2 separate regions of the Pan troglodytes genome follow, and region 2 is linked to region 1. The links are chromatin contacts, called in public Hi-C maps. All regions are on one chromosome and are shown on one strand. Each heading gives the region's core, a stretch centred on a gene start, on an enhancer-like site or on the middle of the called end of the contact. The rest is flanking DNA. Distances are from core to core; before and after follow the strand shown. Region 1 holds the start of SCN4B (sodium voltage-gated channel beta subunit 4). Region 2 holds the start of IFT46 (intraflagellar transport 46).

Region 1 (5,180 bases), core at 122-2,621:
ATAGGGAAGGCAGCGACCCTCTCTCCTGAAAAAGCAAACAGACATTCAGCACTTTGCCTGCAACCTCAAGGGGTCCGTGATCACGCCGAAGTCCACCCAGAGACCCCTCGTTAAGAAGGCGGTGCGTTGGTGTGCCTGCAGCAGAAGTCAGACCATGAAGTGGGAGCGGGCTTCCCAGTCCAGACCAGTCCTAGACAGTAAAGAGGGCCTGTGATGCAGGGAGGGTCTTGGATGGTTGGAAAGGTGCTGAGGAGGAGATCGACTCATTTACAGAACCACCACCCCAAGTAGCACCGCTCAGGTGAAACTCTTTCACTTGGGCCTGTCTGGGAAAAGGCTTACTCGTTCACAGCCTCGCCTCAGCCCTCTGACCTGGTTGTCACCCTGGACTCCTCCACCCCTACCCCAAAAGGGAGGCCGAGGGAGTCTGCCGTTCCGAAGAAAACGGGAGAGTTGGAGGAGGGCGAAAAGGCAGAGTCTGAGGGGGACGGCCTAGGTAGGAAAAATGAGAAGCAGGGGTGCAGCGGGAGGGTGAAATGGGGCGCAGGACACAGACCAGGCGCGGACCAACCTGCTCCCTAACCTGGAGCGTGGTGATTTCCAAGGGGTCCATGGAGAAATGTGGGGCGGGGTGGCGTGGGGGTGGGGGTGGGGGAAGGGAGGGCCGGGGCATTTTGCAATTGGAAAGCTCTGTTCCGGGCTTCCTAAAACAACGGCCGGAGTTGTTGAGCGATGGGGCAGAAGGTGGCGGGAGCGGGTCCCGAGGCTGCACGCGCGCCAAGTCGCACGGCCACCGAGGAGGCGCAAGCTGCAGTTGCAAGCCCGCACACGCCCACCCGTTGCGGCAGCGTCCGCTGCGGACTTTAAAGCGGTCCCTTGGCGGTCCTGGGAGAGGGAGCCGCTAACCTTCCCGTGTTCCCCCAAGCAAAGCAAAACAGTCTTCCAGCAACCGAAAAGCTCCACCTCTACTCCCCCCGAACTATGCTCCTAATTGGCAGCTCAGCGCATGGGATGATGCGGGTGGCTGCAGGCCGGCCCTGCAGTGCCAGCCGCAGCAGCCCAGCCCCACTGGAGAGGGAGTTGGGGGCACGGCGTGGTCCCGGGGCTCCGGGACCGCGAGGCGGGGCGCGGCAGGCAGGGTGCGCAGCGGGCGGGGGCGCCCCGGCCTCCGCGGCGGCCACCGCCCCTCCTGCGGCTGGAGCGCTTCCAGAGCAGAGGCGCAGCCTCGCTCGCCGCTGCGCTCGCTCCGTCTTCCTCCCGCTCCTGCTCCGGCTCCTCCTCCTCCTTCCCTCCCGCCGTTGCTCCAGCAGCCGGCTCCCAGCAGCGGGCGAGCGCGCCTCCCCCTCCGCTCCCTCCCTCCCCCTCCTCTCGCTCTCTGCCCGCTAACTTTCCCGAGCCCCGACCGGCGGCGCAGAGCTCCGTGGTAGCTTCGTGGCCGAACGCCGACCTCGGGCGGAGAGCGCGGCTGTGCCCAGTATCCCATCCCCGAGACCCCCGCGCGCTCCGGAGAGAACAGGACTATGCCCGGGGCTGGGGACGGAGGCAAAGCCCCGGCGAGATGGCTGGGCACTGGGCTTTTGGGTAAGGCAGCCCCAGCTTGGTCTCTTCTCTTGCCTCCCCCCACCCCCAAAGAAGGGGACACTCGAGAAGGAAGAGGCCTTGGATGGGGTGGGCTTTGGAGTGCGGCACGGAATGAGGATGGTGGCCGCCGGCTTCCTGCCTGGTTCCTGCCTGGTTCATAGGCTGTGCTCCCTGGGGACCGTGTGCGTCCCTCTCTACCCCATCAGCCCGCCAGTCTCAGGATTAGTTTTTTTGCTGTCTCTGGCACCTTCGGCTCCAGGTATTTGGAGCTGGATCTTGGGGCTGCAGCGCGGGTCTCCAGAGTTCAGAGGTTCAGGATGCTGGAGGAGGGGGGTCCGTGCCTTGAGTGCAGGGGATACCAGGTGGGTTGCACGTGTGACTGTTGGAATGGTGGTTTCCATCCCGGCCCAGAGCCGTTTGCTTGTTTCCCAGGCACCAGGCATGCACCAGTTGGGGGTGGGGGAGTCCCCTTCTTCCTGGGCCCTTTTCCTGCTTTGCTCCTCTGCCCTGTATCTCCCTCAGGAGCCACTGCCTTCCCTACAGCAGCACCTGAAAGCTGGAAGGGGCTGGAGGGGCTTGCGGGATCATTCAAGGCCCTTTAGGAACGGCCTTGTCTCTCTTCCTACAAAGAGATTCCGTAGGGAAGACCTGTTTGACCTGCTCCTGGCTCTTCATTTTTGAAGTGAATATGGAGACAGAGAAGACATGTCCAGAGGACACGGAGGAAGAAGCATTATTAATATCTATTAATATGCACATGAGAGTTTTGAGTGTCAAACTCCAAGAGATTAGGGAATGATATTTATTCATCCAGGATGTAATCTCCTCATAAATCATAGCCAGACTTTAATGTAAGCCGACTCCATCTCTGGCAACGGCATCTCTTCCTGTTTATATTGGTCAGATTTGGCTTTTGGCAGCTCCCTGCATTGGGTAAGACACACGGTGTAGGTATTTCTGCTGAAAACAGGGAGACAGAACCCTATAAGGGAAGTGGCTACTGTTTCTGCGAATGTAAACTGTGTGCAGATCTAGCAGGTTGGTGCCTGGTGGTGAAGAGGGGAGAGAGTATTTCTTGTACTTGGGATGTTTATTTACCTCTGTACCGCTAGATGGAAGACACCCGTTTTCTCCTGTACCTTGGCACAGATGTCATGCTGGTTTCACAGTGACCTTAATGAAGTGGGCCTTAGTGACGCCTGAGGCTCCTTTTCACAGGGTGGGCACAGCGCCATTCCATGCTACTTCCCCTCATCCCATCTCAGATCAGCCCAGGTCCCCATGGTGGCAATGGCAGGGGTAAAGGATCACTGAGGAATTCAAACTCGGCTAGTCATTAAACTACCCCACTTCACACCTCTGGCTTACCTTCCTGGGTGGTGGGATGCCAGTCCCTTGTTTGTTAGAATACTCATAGAACCAGGCCTCTGTGGGCAACCAAGAGGGCCCTGAAAATGATGTGTGTGTGTGTGTGTGTGTGCACGTGTGTAAGGGGGATTGTAGGCACAGTCTTGGTACATTGCTCCAGGTGGAAGCCCCACCTTCTCCAAGGACTGTTCAGCTGTATAGACCAGGTAGGGGCTAAGGCCTATTGATACAGGTTTAGATGAATTTCTGAGCTACCCTTTGGGAGCCCAGGAGAAAGCAGAGTGACTTGTAGGTGGGAGACCTGCAGGCCCCAGGACTGGCCTCATCTGCTCTGTCCCCTGCCCCTCTGGTCTGCAGAGGGACTCCAACCAAAGTCCCTTTGGCCCTTGACCAGGTAATACTGACTGAGCCCTCACAGGGGCATTGGTCTGAGCTTGGGACATAGATGACATCTTTCCTTCTCAGTCCAGTGGGGGAGATACAGAGACGACTGGACAGCCAACTGGAGGTGTTCCCTGGGAACATCAGAGTTGGCAGGAACTCTGGGAAGCAGAGCACAGAACTCTCCTAGAGATGAGGAAGTCATGGTCCAGAGAGGGATGGTGACTTGTCTAGGGGTGCATGGCCAATTGATGGCCAAGTGGGACAGAATCCAAGTTTCTTGGGCTCTGTCACACCACGCTGCTTCCCACTTAACTCAAGTCTGGTGAGGGGGAAGGTAAATAGTGATTGTGCTTAGGGCTGAAGAATAAGTGAGGCTCTGGGGCATGGGTGTGGAAGGATAAAGACTTGAGGGGCCTAGAGCGGCTGTTTTCATAGCTTCGGAGACTGGGTACAGAGCAGTGAACTCCCAGGAGTCCTCTTCCCCTCTCCCCGTATCAAACCCAGTCTCACAGACTGAGACCAAAGTGATTTTTGATAACCTAACAAAATACCCTTTTCTTAAACTGAGAAGCAGTTTCCAAGGCTATATTATTGCCATTGAGGTTTATGTGCTTTCCAATCTCTTCCTAAGCATGTAACTGGTAATATCTCTGTCCTGCCCACTCCTTCCTTGTTCCCCCATTTACTTAATTGCTGTGATCTGTGTTTAATTATCACTTGTGAGGGTGCTCTGTTGCACAACCCTGTTTCCCCTGGTGTGTATTTATTAAGGGCTTGTTTAATGAGAATGCAATTAAGGAGAGGGTGCTCAGTCCCACTCAGAGGAAGAAAAAGGAAAGAAGAAGCAAGGAGACTGTGGAGAAGAGAGGAAAGGGGAGAAGTGGAGGGAGTTTGAATCTGGAATCCTGGGTTTGAATCTGGAAAACATGCTTAGTTCTCCTTCTGAACCTGCTGGAGGTGCAAGCCTGTGGGGGCACCTGAGAGAGAAGGCTGGAGTCCCAAAGCTCTTATGACTGGCCCTTCTGGTGGGATCAGCATGAGAGGGAGACTGGGCACAGCAGACCACCTTGCCCTGCTGCCAGTCCTCAAGGAGGTGTAGGGATCTCTGCATAAGCCAGGGGTGGGCCGTGCCAACACAACCTGCTCTCTGGCCTGTAAGAGGAGGGACAGGCATGCTGCTGGGACTTGTTTGCAAAGCTGGTTTCATTGAGCATCCCATGCTGTCTCAGGGGCATGCTTTCATACCAGCAAAGCTCCTGGGGATGGGCAGGAAGCAGGTAGGTTGTCTAGGGAGAGAAAGCTGAAATCTTTCCTTTGTCTCTGGGCCCAGGGGCCTTACCCGGCCCAGCCCTGCCTCCCAAAGCCCCCAGGGCCTGCACCCCAGGAGGGGTCCTGTCCTGCTGGCCTCGGCCCACTTTCTGCCCCCTAGCTCTAACTTTGAGCCTTTCTAACTCTCCCTGGGCCAGAGTGTATCAGCCTCCCTATTAAAGTCAGCCGTGTGTCCACTTGCCATGCCAGCAAGCCCTCAGAGCTATATTTAGAGTGGGTACCAGCCTGCCCCTCTTTCCTCCCCGCATCCTGGGGTGGCTGTGAGTGATCCCTGGATGTGGGAAAAGGTGGTGGAATGTTTTCTGCCTCCACATTTGCCTTGGGATATATGGTAGCTGCCATAAGATTCCTGCTGGTGTGAATATTTAATAATATGATTTGCATGTGCTGAATACTTTTCCACTTTAACAAAAGTGATCCTGAGTCAGTCCTCAGACAAAACCCCAGATGAGGATGGCAGGGGGCCAGGACTTCAGAGAAGGCAAAGAAAATGGCTGCTCTGAGAGTGGCTTTTTAGT
Region 2 (5,403 bases), core at 1,020-3,519, 420 kb before region 1:
TTCCAATTTGGATCTCAGAAGCTCAGCAAAGACCAGTTGATGCTGCTTCTTTGGAAATATAACGGTAGCTGAATTAAACCACAGAAGAAAAAGCAACCCTGTAAGCATGCTTCTTGAGGAGTCCCATAGTGGCAGTATATTATAATGGTTAAAAGCAGAGACTTAGGAATCAGACTGACCTGTGTTTGGCTGCTATTTTCAGCGCTTATTATGAGCGACTTTAGGCAAGTTACTTTAACTGTCTAAGCCTCAATTACCTAATCTGTAAATTGGCAGTAACATCTATCTCATAAGGTTGTGAAGTAAATTAGATGATATAATCTAAGTGCTCCCCACAAAAAAACTAAGTGCTCCTACATAGTAAGTACTCCACATTACATATCCACTTTTACGAGCAAAACAGATCACAAATTTTTTTTAAATGCAGTTCTATTTTTAACTATCAGTATCCCAGAAAAGCTGTCTCTCATTTTTTAAAGGCACTTTCCTTGTTTACCTCTGGTAGGTTTTCAGGGTCAAATTTCCAATATTATTTTCTTTTTAAAATTTATTGCTATTATTATTATTTTGAGACGGAGTCTCGCTCTGTCGCCCAGGCTGGAGTGCAGTGGTGCGATCTCGGCTCACCACAACCTCCACCTCCCGGGTTCAAGCAATTCTCCTGCCTCAGCCTCCTGAGTGGCTGGGATTACAGGCACGTGCCACCATGCCTAGCTAATTTTTGTGTTTTTAGTAGAGACGGGGGTTTCACCATGTTGGTCAGGCTGGTCTTGAACTCCTGACCTTGTGATCCACCCACCTTGGCCTCCCAAAGTGCTGGGATTACAGGCGTGAGCCACCGTGCCCGACCAAAAAATTATTATTGTTATTATTCATTATTTGTATTTGAGATGGGGTCTTGATCTGTTGCCCAGGCTGGAGTGAATGCAGTGGCCCAATCTCGGTTCACTGCAACCTCTGCCTCCCTGGCTCAAGCAATCCCCCCGCCTCAGCCTCCCGAGTGGCTAGCACTATAGGCGCGTGCCACCACACCTGGCTAATTTAAAAAAAATTTTTTTTTTAATTTTTAATAGAGTGGAGGGGGGCGGTTCCTGCTATGTTGCTCTAGCTGGTCTCAAACTCCTGAACTCAAGCAATCCTCCCACCTCTACCTCCTGAAGTGCTGGGATTACAGGTGTGAGCCACCGCACCTGGCCTCCAATATTTTATGTTTCTCTCTCCCTGACTTCCCAAATTAATTATGTCCACAGTTTGAAAATATTTGTTCCTTACATCTCCGTTCACTCATTCCTCGATTCATCCACCCAAGGAGCATTGTTAGTGTCTAATTTCTGCAATGCACTGGTGTTACAAAGCTTAAAAATTAATTAGACACAGGTCTTGCTTTAAATAAGTTAACAGTCTTCTTTAGCAAATAAGAAAGACAGGACACAGAGTGAAAAAAAAATTTTTTTTGCGACGGAGTCTCGCTTTGTTGCCCAGGCTGGAGTGCAGTGGTGCGATCTCGGCTCACTGCAAGCTCCGCCTCCTGGGTTCATGCCATTCTCCTGCCTCAGCCTCTCGAGTAGCTGGGACTACAGGCGCCCACCACCACGCCCGGCTAATTTTTTGTATTTTTTAGTAGAGACGGGGTTTCACCGTGTTAGCCAGGATGGTCTCGATCTCCTGACCTCGTGATCCGCCCGCCTTGGCCTCCCAAAGTGCTGGGATTACAGGCGTGAGCCACCGCGCCCGGCCCACAGAGTTAAATTTGAACCTCAGATACCCGAGGAATAATTTATTGCTATAAGTATGTTCCATTCCATGGCACCCTGTGGAGGGGAAAGACTATAGTGTAATATAGTGCTAGAAAAGGACTTACAGAGTGCTGCGAAATTCCCCCTGGAATGTGTCTACATCCTGCTAAGACTGATCTGGGAGCAACTGCATCCCCAGAGATTGTTGTCCTAGGGGAACAAACGCACACCTTGTTTCCAGATTGAAGGGCTAACTCTACACCAGCCCGAAATTTATCAGCCGGCGTTGCCACCCACAGCCGCTAGATGCCGCAACAGACGTATTTACGGAAACCATAGACAAACAGGCGACTTGGCCGCCCAGAGAGGCTTTATCCGTGACTCCTTGATCTTCTTCCTGCGTGGAGAGCCTTCGCGGGTGAGGCTTAACGCGCAGGAGGTCTCACGAGAGTGGAAGCAACTCTCGCGAATTTTAAAATTTATCTTTTTGCCTAGCGACTGACAACAGGCTGGTTGCTTGGCGTGGAATCCTAAAGTGGCCTGGCTTTGAGACTGGAGTGAGACCCCAGCCCTAGGCTGGGGTTCTTTCCATTATAGAGGAGACGGATTCAGAAGGGCTACAGGTAATTAGTACTCATCCCAGCAAAAAGGGAACTGTCGTCTTTCTAGAGAGGCTTAAGAGGACTCCCCTTTACCCCATTCCCGGTTACCTCTTCCAATCTCCGTGGTAACTGTTCCTTCGTCACCTCACCACCAACCGTCCTGCTTCCTTTATTCCCCCAAGAAACTTAGGTGGGATCCTATCTGCAAGATAAGGGTGAAAGTGGAGGTGATGATTTGGGGATTATTGGATGGGACTGAGAGACTGGAGTTTCCCCGCTCTTCGGGGACCCTCCCACCCTACCCTGCCTCAACCCACCCCACCCCACCCCAGAGGTGACTCCAGAGACAGAACTCTTTCTAGAACCTCTACAGCCTTCCCTGAGAAACCTCAACAGCCTTGGCCATCCACATACAAATAGTGTTCTGCCCTTGCGCGTGGTCGTACAGCTTTGGGAAGCTGCAGAAGTTGGCTCTCTTTCCCTCCACGATTCCCTGGTTCCTCAGCCAGCCTGCCAGCAGTTCCTAAATAAGGGCTGCAACAGAATGACTTAACTGCTTGACCGAGGGCCAGGAAGCCTGAAGGAAAGTTTGGATGCGGTGATGGTTTTGTGAAAAACTGGTTTCTTGAGTAAGGAAGAGGAGCCAATGCTGGTTTGGAATATACCTCCTGGCAGAGTGCTTTATGTCTCATGATAGGAGCTATGTAATTATGTCTCCCTTTGCTCAGACCAAGGTTGTTGAAAACCAGACATATGATGAGCGTCTAGAGATTAACGACTCCGAAGAGGTTGCAAGTATTTATACTCCAACCCCAAGACACCAAGGTAAGAGAGGAAAGAAGAGAAATGCTACTGAAAGAGCAGGTTGGATTCACGGTTGTCTTCAAGAAGTTCTTGTTTTATAATAGCAAATGTTGACTTTCAGCGTCAATTTACTTCACTTGCCATTGTTTGTTTTCTGACTAGTTAAGGGGGAGAAATCATAGCCTTCCAAATTACAGGATCTTCCCCCAATCCAACCCTGTCACCATTTACTTCATGTTACTGCTTTGCTCACTGTCTGCCAGGAATTCACTGTTCTTTTTCTTTTCTTTTTTTTTTAACTTATGTCTTTCCTAGCTTTGAAGATGCTTCATAACCTCCCCTTAGCCTGCAACCCCAACCAAAATCACAGTGGAATGTTTTTAAAGGACTGAACACTATTTATTTATTCAACAAACTTTTTTTTCTTAATTTTATAGAGACGAGGCCTCCCTATGTTACCAAGGCTGATCTTGAACTCCTAGCCTCAAGCAGTCCTTCCGCTTTGGCCTCCCAAAGTGCTGGGATTATAGGTGTGAGCCATCGTGTCTGGCCAACAAGCATTTTAAAATGCCTACTGTGTGCCAGCCTTATGCCTGGCACTTGGGTAAATAGTGTTAAATGACACAATGTCCCTGCCATCCCGATGCTGGTAATCATGGGAGGCAGATGACAAATGAGTAAACACATGCCAAATGTGGTAAGTGCACACTGATGGAGGCAGATTGTTTGCTGTTAAGGAGAATAACAGTGAGGAAGGAGACCCACTTTTTTTTTTTTTTTTTTTTTTTTTTTTTGAGACAAAGTCTCACTCTATCACACAGGCTGGAGTGCAGTGGTGCGATCTTGGCTCACTGCAATCTCTGCCTCCTGGGTTCAAGTGATTCTCCTTCCTCAGCCTCCCGAGTAGCTGGGATTACCACACCCAGCTAATTTTAGTATTTTTAGTAGAGACGGGGTTTCACCATGTTGGCCAGGCTGGTCTCAAACTCCTGACCCCAACTGATCCACCTGCCTCGGCCTCCCAAAGTGCTGGGATTACAGGTGTGAGCCACTGCACCTGGCCAGAGACCCACTTTTGATAGGGTGGTCAGGGAAGACCTAAAGGGGTGACATGTAAGACTGATAGATGTCAGGGATCCAGACACTGAGGAAAAGTAGACCAGGAAGAGGAAACAGTATGTGAGATGTGAAAAACCTTGAAGCCTGAAAGAACTTGGCTTAGTTTGAGGACCTGAAAGAGACCAGCTTATGGTAGAGGGGACACTACCGTATGATATGGTCAGATCAGAGAGGTAGGGCAGGAAGCACAATAAGCAGAGCTTTGGAGGCTGTGTTGCTGTCGTGTGTGGAATGGACTGTTGTGATGGCTGAGTTGAGATGATAGTGGCTTGGCCTCTGGTGAGGAAGCTGAGAATAAAGAAAAGAGGCAAATACGGTATAAGACATTGTCGCAGAATCACTAAGACTTGGTGATGGATTGGATTTGACTCGAGTTAGGAATCAAGGATGACATCCAGGGTTTCTGTTTGTTTATTGTGGTAAAATATACATAACATAAAATTTGCCATTTTAACAATTTTTAAGTGTGCAATTAAATAACATTAAGTACATTCACAATGTTGTTTAACCATCACCACTATTTCCAGATCATCCCGAACAGAAAATCCATACCCTTCAAAACAATAGTTCCCTATTGCTTGCTTCCACTCCTCCCTGGTAACCACCATTCTACTGTCTCTATGAGTTTGCTTATTCTGGGAACCACATAAGTGAAATCATACTGTATTTATCCTTTTGTGGCTGACTTACTTCACTTATTGTGATGTTTTTAAGGTTCATCTGTGTTGTTGAATGTAGACTTTCTTTTTAAGGCTGAGTAATATTCCAGTGCATGTATATTCCACTTTTTTTTTTTTTTTTTGAGACTGAATTTCGCTCTGTCACCCAGGCTGGAGTGCAGTGGCACGATCTCGGCTCACTGCAACCTACGCCTCCCGGGTTCAAGCGACTCTCCTGCCTCAGCCTCCTGAGTAGTTGGGACTACAGGTGCACACCACCACACCCAGCTAATTTTTTGTATTCTTAGTAGAGACGGGGTTTCACCATGTTGGCCCGGATGGCCTCGATCTCCTGACCTTGTGATCCACCCACCTTGGCCTCCCAAAGTGTTGGGAATACAGGCGTGAGCCACTGCACCAAGCCTATGCCACGTTTTTTAATTCATTCATTTGTTAATGGACACTCGGGTTGTTTTCATATTT

What was found. Hi-C and Micro-C count contacts between places; a contact is called where the count stands out from the background.
Region 2: a Hi-C map of stem cell-derived neural progenitor cells shows a contact between it and region 1, with 4 times the contacts expected there. The contact joins the promoter of IFT46 here to the promoter of SCN4B in region 1. A contact is called at or near these places in 1 of 7 Hi-C or Micro-C datasets (stem cell-derived neural progenitor cells) and 1 of 1 datasets of contacts at active chromatin or transcription factors (stem cell-derived excitatory neurons).

What each region holds. Positions count from the first base shown.
Region 1 is chr9:120,089,720-120,094,899 of NHGRI_mPanTro3-v2.0_pri, reverse strand. It overlaps SCN4B (sodium voltage-gated channel beta subunit 4), which reads left to right and starts at 1,371. Exons shown (of 5, transcript XM_001159939.7): 1 at 1,371-1,581. The coding sequence starts at 1,521. The region is part of intron 1 of CD3E (CD3 epsilon subunit of T-cell receptor complex); the gene reads right to left.
Region 2 is chr9:120,507,051-120,512,453 of NHGRI_mPanTro3-v2.0_pri, reverse strand. It overlaps IFT46 (intraflagellar transport 46), which reads left to right and starts at 2,269. Exons shown (of 13, transcript NM_001279807.1): 1 at 2,269-2,359; 2 at 3,067-3,163.